Regions from separate parts of the Sus scrofa genome. Here region 1 is linked to region 2. Evidence: chromatin contacts called from public Hi-C data. All regions are on one chromosome and are shown on one strand. Each heading gives the region's core, a stretch centred on a gene start, on an enhancer-like site or on the middle of the called end of the contact. The rest is flanking DNA. Distances are from core to core; before and after follow the strand shown. Region 1 holds the start of AMOT (angiomotin). Region 2 holds the start of ALG13 (putative bifunctional UDP-N-acetylglucosamine transferase and deubiquitinase ALG13).

What was found. A called contact is a pair of places that touch in the nucleus more often than the background predicts.
Region 1: a Hi-C map of liver shows a contact between it and region 2, with 15 times the contacts expected there. The contact joins the promoter of AMOT here to the promoter of ALG13 in region 2. A contact is called at or near these places in 2 of 47 Hi-C or Micro-C datasets (heart right ventricle and liver).

The regions. Positions count from the first base shown.
Region 1 is chrX:92,646,541-92,649,240 of Sscrofa11.1, reverse strand. It overlaps AMOT (angiomotin), which reads left to right and starts at 1,369. Exons shown (of 12, transcript XM_021080791.1): 1 at 1,369-1,811.
Region 2 is chrX:91,643,147-91,645,846 of Sscrofa11.1, reverse strand. It overlaps ALG13 (putative bifunctional UDP-N-acetylglucosamine transferase and deubiquitinase ALG13), which reads right to left and starts at 1,261. Exons shown (of 31, transcript XM_021080435.1): 1 at 1,108-1,261; 2 at 1-163. The coding sequence starts at 1,188. It overlaps DCX (neuronal migration protein doublecortin), which reads left to right and starts at 1,275. Exons shown (of 8, transcript XM_013986335.2): 1 at 1,275-1,428.

The sequences.
Region 1 (2,700 bases), core at 120-2,619, 1.0 Mb before region 2:
ACGTGCGGAGCGCTTTGTGGTTTACGGAGTTTTCACACACAATTCATTTTATTTTCATATACCAGTGCCATTAAGTTAATAGGACACATCTTATAGCCTTTTATTTACAGATGGGAAAATTAAGGCTCATAGAAATTAAGGGACTTAAAGTCACACAACTAGCTGATAAGTGCTTGAGTTCGAAGTGAGTTTTTCCCTTAGTTCCAAATTCCAGGTTATTCAATTTCTTTGTGGTTTCGTTTCCTGGTTGTAAAATGGTTGATTTTCAGTGTCCTGAGCGGCTGTTCTCAACCCTGTGTTCTTTAAGCAATACCAATTTTTCGCAGCCTGGAAATGTGAACGCCACATTGACACTTCTCGTACTTTTTTTCCTCCTCTTGGGCTAAAGAATTAGGGAGGAAGAAAAGTTACCTATTCCCAGAGGGCCGAGCAGTGCCACAAAGGTGTACTAGAGCCGGCCAACACTCTATCGCACTCTCTTAGGAGACTGAGAGACCAAGCGTCTCATCTTTCTTTCCGCAGCAATAGCTGGGGAAGAACCGAGAGCTAGACAATAGCCGCTTGTTTAGTTTTATTAATTTTGAGGGCGGGTGGGACAAAAGGATCGGATCGACGACGCAAGTGACCAATCGCAAGCGAACCCTAGGCCAGGAGTCGCCAACCGGGAACTGCCAAAGAATGGTGGGTGGGACTTACTCCTCCGGGCCGGCTCCGCCCAAGCCGGCCCTTCCTGCCCGCCCAAGAGGCGGAGGCTCCGCAGAGCCCCGCCCCCGCCACCCTAGCGGCCAGCGCGGCCAGCCGCGGGAGCGGGGCGGGGACGTAGGGTGGCGCGGGGGAGGAAGGGGGTGGCTGGGGGAGCGGAGGAAGAAAGGAGGGTGTCTCGCATAGTTGCGACCTGGGTGGGGGCCTGCTGGTCATAGGAAGCAAGAGGGGAAGGAAAACGGAGGAGCGCTGCTCCTTCCTGCATTATTTTAAGCAAGCTTTGCCTGAAGCTGCTTTTCAGCGTTTCTATTATTTGTTTTTCTTCCTCCCGCTGTGGGGCGGGGAGCTGCACTGGTTCTCCCACGCGACTCCGCTGCGCAGTTGCCGTACACTATTATTGGAGTCTTTGCAAAACCCTTTCCTTCCTCCCAGTCAGTCCTTGTGTAGACTCTCAGGGGTACTGTAACCGAGTCGAGCCGGGTTAGTGGAAGGACCAGAGAGTGCAACCCCGGCTTTCGCCTAGCGGCCGACCCTGGCGTTCAATTGTTTGAAACTTCCCCGCCCCCTGGCTCCGCCTCTCCCCCCCCCAACCCCGTCCAAGCTACTCCCTTCCTTCTTTCCCCGCCCTCTACTCCGCCCCACTCCCTAGTCCACCTCCCCTTCCCCCCCCCTCTCCTGGGCGGTCCTTGCCGCTCACCGCAAGAAGAAAAGCCACCCATTCGTCCCCCTCCCCTACCTCCAATCCTTTGCCCAGGAGCTGCCTTGATCGCAGTCACGCCCCTTCCTTCCGAGGAGATTTCTGGCTGCCCAAGCTGGTAGACCCCCTGATTTATTCCTCCATCTCCGCTCCCTTTCGCCTCATCTTCTCTTAGTTCTCACCGCCTCCTCCACCCCCACCTCCAGTCTGTCTCGCCTCCGACCATCCGCTGCTCCACCCTCCGGCCCGGTATCCTGCTTGTCCACTGCCACCAAGGAGAGCCCGGACCGAGCAGCGAGGAGGGGAGCAGCCGGGAGTTGGGGCTTCCCTCCTGCCCATCCCTGGCCTCCGGCCTGGGACGGAAGCCTCTTGAGCGAGCAGAGTCGTCACCTTGTCTTCGTTGCTTACAGGGGTAGGAGACGCGTGGTTACTTTTCGCGGGGATCTGGGGCAGGAATCCATGGTGGCATGAACTTGATCGTAACCTCAGCATGAGTGAGTCAATCTAGATGCGTGTGGGGATGCCTGTGTGTTCTACTTTCTTTGCAGCTGGCCGCGAGTTTTCCTGGATGTGCAGCAAGTTAAATAGGTTAAAGAGTGTGCGCTCCTTTCCAGTCCCACAAAGATGCTAACGGGTACCACCACTCGATGGTACTTTTACTCTCTTGCTTCCTGGGGTCCTTGTAGGTCTCTAGGTAATTAAGCACAAAAGGAATTAAAGACCAGAGGGAACTTGAGGTCTAGTAGGATTTAACTCATCAGGAATGTCCAGGCTTATCTCAGATTGTTAGATGCTTACTCCTAAATGCTTGGGGTTGAGCTGGCGGCTCACACTCCCCTCCCTGGGGGCTGTGAATTCTTGAAGTTAGTCTGAAGTGATCTACAATGCTACACTCTTTTAGGTATATATATATATGTGTTTGTGTGTGTGTGTGTGTGTGTGTGTGTGTGTGTGTGGTGAGGAGGGGGTTGCCACTACAGATGTTAGTAACTAGTTTTATTGGATCTTGCAGGTGCTTGAGGGTCCCAAGCCTGGGTCACTATATGATGGTTCTTCAACAGCAAGATGGGCTTATCAGTGTATGAAAATGAAAAGAAGGCAAAAAGTGAGAGGGAAAGTGACAGTCTTTTATAGACTGAGCTTTCCCTGGTAAATTGCCGCTAATAATAATATAATAATAATTTGCAGCAAGGGACTAAATACAATTAAATGAGAGAGGGAAGGGACAGTTTGTGAGAAACAGCATTCCAATCTCTAGCATGCATTTTGGAAAGAATTTTCTGACACCTTGGAGTGTCTAA
Region 2 (2,700 bases), core at 12-2,511:
CTGCGTGGCTAATAACAAGATCTGCTTTCTGAAGGTCTTCTTTCAATGAATCCTTGTACCTGTAAACATCCAGAGTAAATGACTCAGTACTGAATGGTTCAGGTACCACCTTTCCTCTACCTATTTGTAGGACAAGTCGGTTGTAACCAAGGCTCTTGATTATCTGAAACGGGAAAAAAGAAAAAGGGACCCTTTTAAAACAGGCGACTGTAAAAACAGCAACTATGGCAACCAACTCCAAAATCGGAGCACGGGCGGCCAAAGAGTCGAACTGGAGCCGAAGTGTTAGTTTTCCTTCTTCCCCGATTCCGGGCCCGACAGGGCACCTCGCTAGCCCTGAGGGATCTAGACGCCCCAGCTCACCACATCGTGAGAGAAATGGGCCCGCAAGAACTAAGAGACCAGGCAAAGGCTCTGAAAAAGGTGTCGCGAGCTAGGGGGAGACCAAGGAACAGCTTCGTCGTGGTCCCACAGATGGAACTGCGCGAACCTCACGCCCTGAGAGGGCGCTGCGGGGATACCGGTCGCGAGGGCGCCTTAGGGAAGGAAAGGCGCCAGGGCCCGAACGCGGCGGGGCCGGACGAGGGCAGGACGGGGCGGCGCGCCAGGCTGAACTGGTCGGGCCGGGCCTGACGGAGCGCGTCGACCGCGCGGCCCCGAGCGGCCCTGAGGAGCGGCCGGCGAGGCGGGCAAGGGCCCGAGAGGCGGGTCGGAGCCCCGGCTCGGAGAGGCGGAGCCGCTAGAAGGAGGGGCGAAGCCGGAGGACGGAGAGGCGGAGGCGGAGAATCGGAGGGGAAAAGCCGGGGAAAAGGAGGAGCCGGAGAAAGGACGGGGAGGAGCGGCCCGGGAAGGCGGCGGGGAACGGGGAGAGGAGGCGGAGGACCCTGAGGAGCGGGGGAGTGGGAGGAGGGCCCAGCTGGGCGCGGGGAGGAGCCGGCCGAGGGGCGTCGGCACCTGAGGTCGAGCGGCTGGGGGTTCTTCCCGAGGACCGCGGTCAGGCAAGGTTACCGAGGTTAGCGGTCAGGCTGGCGGCGGCGGGCGGCGAGCAGCGAGCGGCGAGCGCAGCGCGGCGAGCCCAACCGCCGCCCGCCTGCCTCCCCCACTCACTTGCAGACTGTCGTGCGCCGATACACACGCAATCAGGTCGTCAAAGCTGGTGGTCCCTACAGTAACAAACACGCACTTCATCGCGCGGGTTCCGCAACCCCGAATCGCAAGGGCCGGATGTGACGTAGCAGAGCCACGCGGGCTGCCGCGGCAGCGCTGGGTGTGGGAGGCGGAAGTCGGCCCCAGCCGCCAGGGGGCAACGGGAACCCGGCCTGTGTTGCCGGGAATGGGAGGGGGCCAAAGACTGCTAATGGCCTACGTGCAGGCTACTGTTGTAAGCCCTTTGCGTGTAGAAGCTCACGGGACCCTCACAGTAAGGAGGTGGGCAATTGACAAATGTATTGTTTTTCAAAAGTGGGGGTTAAAACAAATAGTAGTGAAGCCTTACACCTTTGTGTTTGCATCCTTGCTCGAGTACCACAGATCTTTTAATGGTAGAGAAGTTTGGGATTCTTTTTTGGCTACCGTGTTTTGCCAAGATAACGTTTTACTTCAAGTCTGTGAAGGGCATCGGGAAAAAAAGAAGTGCCTTTTCAAAATCGCTCATTAGCCTAGGCTCTTCTTCAACAGCAGTTTTCGAGAAACCACAGCCCTACAAAGTCTCTTGGAAACTGCAGAGAAACCGTAATTTCCATTTGCAAGCATTGTTTGTAAAATAGAGGCGTTAAGCCCTGAAGCCCACATTTGTGTCGTTGAACCAATCCATTTAACCATTTAAATAATAAAATTACCATAAATTTACATTCTAATGAATGTAAAATTATATATTAGCATGACTGAATACCTCATATACTTAGGTTTATGAAGTGAAATACAGGAGAGTTGATTTCTGAAGGCTCCCCTTCTTTCTCCTTGCACCATTGCTAAGATCATTGCCTGCTTTAGCTCATTCTAATGGTTTGTGTATTTCCTACTTAAAATCTCAGTTTAGCTAATATTTATGCTTTGCCCTGACTGGTTATACATGGAAGGGAAACTATGAGAAGAAATTCTTTTCAACACAGAGGATTGGTAGTGAGTTAGGCCTACAACATAGGCTAAAAAAAAGAACAAATATTAGTCATATTTCTAATGGGACTGTTAAATCTTGCATTTTGACTAATTGTCTTTTTGAGGGGTGGTATACTGCTGCCTCTTTCTTGATACCAAATTTCATGAATTAATGAAACTACAGTTTCATAATAACAACATAGATCATGGTTAAATAATAAAGCAAACATAATCATATTTTCTGCCCCAAAATAAGAGGAATAAAGAATGTTTATTGGAATATAAAGACAAAAATACTCAGTAATTTAGAAAGACTGCATCTGATATCTTTTCCCATATCTGAAAGATGTAAATTAAAGGAGCACTGTTCTGATTAGCTCAGAGAAAATAAGCACATATATAAATTGAATATTCTTAAATTCCCAGAAAATAAGAAAACTGAATTTCTGATGAACCAAGCCCCCCCTAAAATTGAGCTTCCTTACCAATTAATGATTTATCTCTCCTTCCCTGAAACTATTCCCTTGCTTGTCTCCTCTGATCTCAATTCCTTTCTTGTCCCCTCTGACCTCAATCCTGTTCTAGCTGAACCCTAATCAGCCA